Regions from separate parts of the Arachis hypogaea genome. Here region 2 is linked to region 1. The links are chromatin contacts, called in public Hi-C maps. All regions are on one chromosome and are shown on one strand. Each heading gives the region's core, a stretch centred on a gene start, on an enhancer-like site or on the middle of the called end of the contact. The rest is flanking DNA. Distances are from core to core; before and after follow the strand shown.

The links. A called contact is a pair of places that touch in the nucleus more often than the background predicts.
Region 2: a contact with region 1 is called in a Hi-C map of an unstated tissue, with 5 times the contacts expected there. The contact joins the enhancer-like site here to the promoter of LOC112754721 in region 1. A contact is called at or near these places in 2 of 8 Hi-C or Micro-C datasets (leaf and an unstated tissue).

Annotation. Positions count from the first base shown.
Region 1 is chr16:116,853,783-116,857,819 of arahy.Tifrunner.gnm2.J5K5, forward strand. LOC112754721 (transcription factor MYB60) reads left to right here and starts at 2,214. Exons shown (of 3, transcript XM_025802469.3): 1 at 2,214-2,668; 2 at 2,752-2,881; 3 at 2,977-4,037. The coding sequence starts at 2,536. The coding sequence ends at 3,781.
Region 2 is chr16:116,937,448-116,941,767 of arahy.Tifrunner.gnm2.J5K5, forward strand. It overlaps LOC112754722 (S-sulfo-L-cysteine synthase (O-acetyl-L-serine-dependent), chloroplastic), which reads right to left. Exons shown (of 11, transcript XM_025802470.2): 7 at 4,158-4,207; 8 at 3,776-3,835; 9 at 3,430-3,510; 10 at 1,914-2,100; 11 at 1,418-1,794. The coding sequence ends at 2,020. Among protein-coding and RNA genes, the nearest start is that of LOC112754722, 4.6 kb to the right of the region's middle. Within about 2 kb of position 2,339, at least 3 of the 3 cell types and tissues checked have open chromatin away from gene starts, as enhancers often do.

The DNA.
Region 1 (4,037 bases), core at 964-3,463:
TAAATAATAATAATATAATGTAACTCTAACCTTATTTTTCGTTGCTAATATAGTATAAAACCGTTCGTAACACTTGTCGGTAATTATAGTAGCAAAATCGTATCATGATATATAGTTCAAATAAAATTTTAGTTGAAGGTACAATATCATCATATACAAAAAATTGTGTTAATGTGTCCGTATATTCTGTATGGTGTTGTATGTTGTGAATGTCCATAGGTTAAAAGAGTGACACTATGAGTAGCCGCTATATAATAGGTGATATATTAGAGGCAAAGAAAGGAGTTTAGTTCTCTAAATAACGCACAAGTATTAGCCATTAAAATATTGAAAGAGATATTATTTGAAAACTAACATTCTGTCTGTCTTAATAAAGGAGGCCAAGTAAATCAGAGTTAGATCTGTTAGAAAACCTAATTCCTCTAAAGCAAGCATGGGGGTACGGAAGGCATGTAATTGTTGATTACCTTTTCTAGCAAGTGGTGATAATGGTTTAGTGTTGAAGAATGGTTAGATTTTGCATACATAAGAGATAGTTCATATTGTCCTCTCTCATAAGAAGGAAGGAGCAAGACCTATGGAAATTGCATTGACAGTGACACAAACTCGGTACTAACACATGCTTTCAGTACATAGCCACACTTTGACCACATGGTTAAGAATTAATTTGAGGAGCCTCTTAAGAAATTAAAGACACACCCAACTAACAATATTTCAATTATATCGTATAAATTACTATATTATTAATCTTTTTTCATTTCACTAGAGATTATGTTTTTACTTTAGCGTTTTTTGGAGGCAACTAGGTATCCTTTCAAAATTATCTATCATTTAGTCTATAGAAGAGAGAAAAACTAAAAAACAAATAATTTTTTTATAAAAAAACAAGTAATTTTTTATAAAAATAGATATTTAAATTAATTAAATAATATTATTTAAACTAAAAGATTGACTAAAGATTGAAAATTTAAAAGACAAGTAATATTTTTCAAAAAATATGAGGTGCCATTGTGGCAAAATGAGGACACCTCGATAAATAATTTAAACATGATGAAATTTTGGTAAAAGTTTAAAAAATAATATTTAAAAGATGCTTTATAAATATTTTACAAGCAATCAAATAACGAAAAAAAGTAATTTTAATAAAATAATATAGTATTGCTAAATTTCCTAGCTCTTTACTGGTAACTTTTAAAAAAAGAAAAATAAAATAGTGATATATTGGGTAGTTGGTTTATCACGAGCTTAGTAACCTTTTTGATATGCATGTACAATATATAGTAATATCCATGATCCATGGTTTTGAATAATTTCGTTTGAAAAAAGTACACAAAGTAAATGGTTTATTATTATTCTGCACGGTGACACAGACTATATAGTGTAGTATAGTATATAGTGACCATAATAAATCACTATATATTCATCTCTTTGTTCAAATTCAACATTATCTAAACATTCCCCCAAAAGCTAGCAGCAACCCTTACTGAAATCACCCAATGTTATGCACATTTTTATGGTATTTTCTGCTCTCTTCTGTGCAAATTTCATTAATTGTTACCAGTCCGCTAAATTTGGCAGGACTACTTCCCAAACATTCACTTTTCTTGTTTCCATCGCTCCGGAACCCAAAATAACTAATTATTAGAAAATGTGTAATGATGATATACAAATTTTTTTTATTCGTTTATATATTCACTTTAAATTTACAATATTATTTTTTAAAAGTAATTACATATTGAGTTTCAAATAATTACACACAAAAATATGTACGTTTCTCATTGGAAAATAATGTCAATTCTTGCTTTCAAATTTTGTGTTCGGTTAATAAATTGGAGATGTCCCATTTAATTTTTAATAAATTAAAAGAATAATAATAGAAGATTAGAAGAAAAGTATACCCAGCTATGCATCCATCCATCCCCATCTTTTCAATTTATTAGATGTTTACCAAAGTCTCATGTATAAATTTAATTTAGCGATTGGTGATTGATTATTAGCTTGCTAAGAGATATACATCAAATGATCCAAGCAAAACCCTACAAATAAATTCAATCGAATAAAAGGTTATACGTATACAAGATCAATAATATATTATTCACTTTACTTAATAACTTTGTTGACACAAGCCATGGTGCCACGTGACCCATAAAATAAAATTTAAAAAAAAAAAAGGAAGAAGAGAATTAATACATAGTTGAAACTTGAAACTCGTCGCTGACTTTGGTTTTTCTATATATAATAATAATAATATTGAGTAATAATGGATAATTATAAAAATAGCAGTAGAAAATAAGGGATAGTGAAAGAGTTAGGTGAGAGAGGAAGGGCATGGTAGATGTGAGTGTGTAAAAAATAAAGTGCAATTTAATTTGGGTCTCTCTTAGTGTTTTAAAGTCATCAAGTATATATAAAGCATTCACATGCATTGGTACTATTTGAAAGCTCTATCTCTTTCTCTTTCTCTTGTTGTAAAAACTAGTAGCATAAAAGAGAGGTGAGTGAGTGAGTGAGTGAGTGAAGAAGGAAGAAAGAAAGATGGGAAGGCCTCCATGCTGTGACAAAGTTGGAATCAAGAAAGGTCCATGGACACCTGAGGAGGATATCATCCTTGTCTCTTACATCCAAGAACATGGTCCTGGAAATTGGAGATCAGTCCCTACTAACACTGGTAATTAATTATATATTATTTTAATTGGAATTGAGTCCATGAATTTGACAATAGAATAACAATGTTAATTATTTGTTGAAAAGGGTTGTCAAGATGCAGCAAAAGTTGTAGGCTAAGGTGGACAAATTATCTAAGGCCAGGAATCAAGAGAGGAAACTTCACTCCCCATGAAGAAGGAATGATTATTCACTTGCAAGCTCTTCTTGGTAACAAGTAATATTCTCCCACATATAACAAATTCAATTAATATTATTATTATTATTATTATTATTGTTTAATTTGTTGATTAATTAAAATAATATATATAGATGGGCAGCCATAGCTTCATACCTTCCACAAAGAACAGACAATGACATAAAGAATTATTGGAACACACATCTAAAGAAGAAGCTCAAGAAATTCCAACAACAACAAACATCTTCCATGGATTCTTCTTCTCAGCACCTTCAAGCGTCATCTAAGAGCTTCAGTGACAGAATTTCATCATCAGATAATAAGTCTTCTCAGTGTTCATCAATTACCACATCCTATGCATCAAGCACTGAGAACATTTCAAGGCTTCTAGAAGGTTGGATGAGAACTTCTCCAAAACCATCTTCATCATCTTCTCCATTCATCATCAAAGGAGCAGGAGGAGGAGGACCATCATCAAATCATCATGAGATTGATGAAGAAAACAATAACAACAACAATGATAATAATAAGGAGGTTCTTCTAGTCAAGTCTGTTTCTATGCCTGCTTTGAATCTTGAGCTTCATCATCATCAGAATCATCAAGACTTTGAATCTATTCTTTCCTTTGAGAATCTCAACACTACTACTGCTTCTTGCTGGGACAAATCTACTTGTGATTCTATGCCTAATAATAATCACAAATGTTCTTCAGAACCTGCTGCTGCTACTACTTTTTCTCATCATCATCATCATCATCATGAAATTGAGGAAGAAGAAGAGGACTATGAGGATCAAGAGGAGAGAAAGAATAGTAAGAGTAGTAGGGATAAGAATAATAATGACAATAATAACCCTCCATTGTCATTCCTTGAGAAGTGGCTATTGGATGAGAATGTTGGTCATGGTGAGGAGATCATGGAGTTATCTCCTATCTTCTAATAACATTCAAATTATTATATATTCAAAAAAGAGCACTCCATTCCCTAAGTTTGGGATATGTGATGTTACTTTAATAATTTCGAAGGAGGATTAAGGAAGTGGAAAGAAGAAGCTGCAAGAGGAGGATGGAGAAAAACAAGAAGAAGAAAAAAAAATGAAATATCTTGATCTTTCTGACTAGGGTAAAACTAAATCTATCTTTTTCTTTTCTTTTTCTTTTATTATATATATATTACTACTATTATTATAATTATTA
Region 2 (4,320 bases), core at 1,089-3,588, 84 kb after region 1:
CTAAATCATTGTTATTGGCCCAATTACTATGTGATCCCACTGCCTTCAATGCAATTTAGGATTTGTCCTATTCATGTGATAAAAGATTAGGTTCTATATGCCCCCTCTTTTTTTATTTTTAAAAATAATATTTTTACACTTAAATTGGTATTTCATATTTAATTTATAACTATTAATTAGATTGTGATTTTAAAGGTCCCAAAATCGAGCATCAAAGCTGGAGAATTGAAAAATCAGAGTCATCTTTTATCTAATCCTTTGATATTTCTAACTATTTGAACATGTCACAAGAATAACAGTGGTCACTCCCTTTATTTTATCTATCTCATCTTTATTGTTATTTAAGTTAGTGTTTTAAGTAGACACTAATTTTAAGTATACAAATAGTCAAATAACGTTTCTTTTTCTTTTTTTCTTTTTTTTTTTTTTTCAGTTTTTCTTTTGTCTTATTTCTCTTCCCTTCTCTCTCTCAACATCGATGCCATAATGTGGAAAATGAAGTGGTTTGCTTAGTATAAGTCCACAGCATTAATTGGCCTTCAAAATTAGGCTAAACATATGGACCAGTGATGGCAGAAAAGGAGTGGCGATTCCTTAAAAACGTGATGGAGAACATATTTATTTTTATTGGAACCAGCCTATGAGAGACAAATGTCAGTTTCAGAGATAATAAAGATTCTGCTATCCTACCTAAAGCTTAGTGTTTGTTTAACCTTGTAACATTGCTTGCAAGTATGCCAAAAAGTAAATAATGAAAAGTCGCCCAAAATAGAAGGGAATTTCAAATGGGAATTCAATATTTCATTTGTGTAGTTGCATTCGCCTCCTCCATTATGGGACCTAGAAAAAATCGATCCAAAGTGCCAAGTCCATGTGTTTTTTCAACCTTTGTCTACTACTACTAGTACTAGGTGATGTTGCTACTATATGTTAGATTTTTAAACCGGAGGAGGCAATGCTGCTACTTGTCTCATCTAGATGAAAAAAATAAAATAAAATAGAAAATACAATCATGATCATAATCTAGCATATATTGGTTAGGTCACATAATAAATCTATTATATATTTTATAGTATCTTGCTAACACGTGTTCCAAGTTCTAACAACATAATCTGCTAATCAAAACTAGGTGAAATTGTTTTCCATTCAAGAGTTGGAGAGATTACTAATACTATCAAGATTAGGTGAATACAAAAGCTAGATGATAATTAGTTTAACCAGCTCTTTTTAGAATTGATTTCATGAATATTGTTTTCTTCCCTCAATTATCATCGTCACATAAATTTGATGTATGACTATTTAAGCAAATCAGCAAAGCTAAGTAACTTTCTCAAGTAGTTTCATTCTTACACTCAATACTTTTCATCATAGTTTCTGTGCTATTTTTAGATTCAATATGCAATTAGTACGCAAGCACTGAATAAAAACATTAGTATAGTGCAAACAAAACCATTATCATACTCTTGTCAGTCTGTGATGCTTTCCATATATGTATTTCTACACAAACAGGATACATGATAGGACCAAGCTAAAATAAATTATATATATATATAACAAGAAAACCTTATCCCACTTGGTGAAAAAATTACATATATAATAAAAAACATGGTATAGGAGGGAGAAATAAAGTCAATAATGAAGGAAGGTGAAGGGTATTAAGGCAATGAAAAGAATAAAAATGAAAAAAAAAAAAGGGGGGGGGGGGGGGGGAATCAGGATTGTACATCAAATTAGGCCATTCATCATCCTGTTTGAGCTTACTCCCAAGAACTCTGTCTCATTCAAATTATTCATCTGAGGCAAAAAGTCCAAAGATGAAAATAATACAAAATATCACTGTTAATGTGTACATAATGTGCGTGACTAATAAATAAATTCATTAAAAAAAGAAGTATGTGATTATAGTATTATACCTATACCGTTTAGGGCTAAGGCAGCTACTTTCTTGAATGGTGGCATGTAAACTACTCCAATATCCAAAAGACGAGTCCAATTGTCCACATCTTTAAATGGTGATTGTTACATTTTCTGAACTTCTTCATAGATAGAATGGAAGAGAGGACTTGAAATATATCTCTCACCAAAACTAGGGAAAATGACCTTCAATTATGGAAAATCAGAAAAACATTCTTAACAAGAGAATAATTTCTCTGTTTCTCATGGAATACTGTAAAATGCACCATACACATAAGTCATAATGATCTAATTACAAAGCCAAGGAGATAAGAAAACTAAAATAAACACTTTTTTTTTTTTTTTGGACGGGAAATAAACACATGTTAAGTTGTTAACAACCTAACCTGGGCCTTGTAGAGAGAAAAATAATGGGCTTTTTCAAGGAGCTATAATGATCCAATTCCAATTACAAAGGAGACGTAGAGAGAAAAATTGACTATAAAATGACTCTACAGCTTAATCTAAATATAGGCAATAAAAATAGCGAAATTTGTTTCTATTCACAATACCTATTATATTAGTTGTATGGGAAAAATTTCCGAATGCTTTCTTTTATTCTATCAGTATCAGAGAATGTTTGGTTAACTTAAGAGGTAGAAGACTAGAAGTATTGGGTAAAATCACTTCTATTACACAAAAGTGTCCTCTAATTTCACCCTCCCCTTTTACCCCCTTACCAAACAGAGCAATCTTGGGTACACCTAAAAAACCCCAATGCTAAAAGTGATTTATAGACCCTCAACAATGTATACACTATAAGGGCTGGGATGTTGCAGATTGGGCCACAATTGACACAGCCCAATGGGCTGCAGGGATCAAAAAATGGGGATTCAGTAAGGTATATGAAACCACGAAAGGCTTTGGTCTAGTGGTCATCATGTATGCCTTGCAACAAGTGTACTCGGATTCGAGACTTGGCTAGGCCAAGTAGTGGATGGAACCCTTAAATATTCTGTGTGAGTGTAATGTGGGTGAGTTTGTAATGCCTAGGATTGGCAATCCATTTGACCAAAAAAAAAAAGTAAGGTATATGAAAGAGCAAGAAGGGAAAAATAGGAGCAGCTGAGGCTTGGCACAGATGGAGGATTTGTATGCCTCTCATCAAGCTGCACCAGGGTTCAAATCTCAAGAGTGGAATATAGGACCCTTTCTACTTCTAGTGTGTGTGAGTGTGGTGTGTGTGTAGTGTAAGACCAACAAAAAAAAAGGGAAAAATAGGAGGAAGTTATCAAAATGGAGCATGTAAGTGAGAGGGGACATCTCAGGAAATACATAAGGAGGCTGGCTGGGAGAGGAGGCAGTTTCCGGCATCATTTTGGGAACGAAATTGGCTTAGAGCTTGATCCTTAAGTTGTTTCTTCTACACTTTTGCATAGTAAAAATTGATATATACAAAATTTGAATACTCCAGAGCATTTGCAATGACGAAAACATAAAAGATAGCCAAAATATTTTAAGAAGAAATGAACTCACCACGATAAGTTTCCCAGAATTCTCTGGCCGTCTTGCCAAACTTATGGCAGCTGCAGCTGCAGCTCCTGAAGAAATTCCGACCTATAAAGAAATTTGAAAGAATTATAATGAATGTTGTAAAATCCAAAAAACATACTTCTTTGTAGACGTTGCAATATCCAGCAACATGCTAATCCAAAGAAAACCAATAACTAAAGCGAATTCTACATCTAGAATCTAGACGTATAAACAATTAAAAGACGGAAATAAAACTAAATACAAAGTAACAACTTTAGAGAAAATTGACACTAAAATTATGAAAATAAAAGAAATAATAGTTTCAAAAATACTTTAAATGATAACTTACCAGCAAACCTTCTTCCAACGCTAATCTCCTAGCCATTTCAATAGCTTCAACATTTGTAACCTGTGTCCTCATATGGCAAGTTAGTTTGTGCAAAATAATTTACTGAAGCAAATTATTAAGATAAAAGGACTGCATACTAAAAGAAAAAGCTAGTAACTATAAAGTTTTAAGTAGATGACACTCCAGGAAAGAAAAATAAAGCATAATAAAATTCAGTAGTTGTTTCATAATTGAATCTCTATATCACCCAAAATGAAGAAAATCATAAGGTTTGTTCTTCAGTATAGAAATGCCAAAGTAGAAACGAACTAGCAATGAAGTTACAGTGAACAAAAATAGAAATGCGAGTATAAAACTGAGGAGGAATGATTTTATTATTTACCTTGATAACTTCGTCGAGCAGTTTGATATCCAAAATGTTTGGCATGAAACCTGCATCAGACATTGGAATACAGTCAACAGCTGAGAAGAGAATCAATAGCTTGAAATTAATATCAAGAAGCAAAACAGTTAAAAAAAGAACGAGTGCATTTATGAACTTTGCA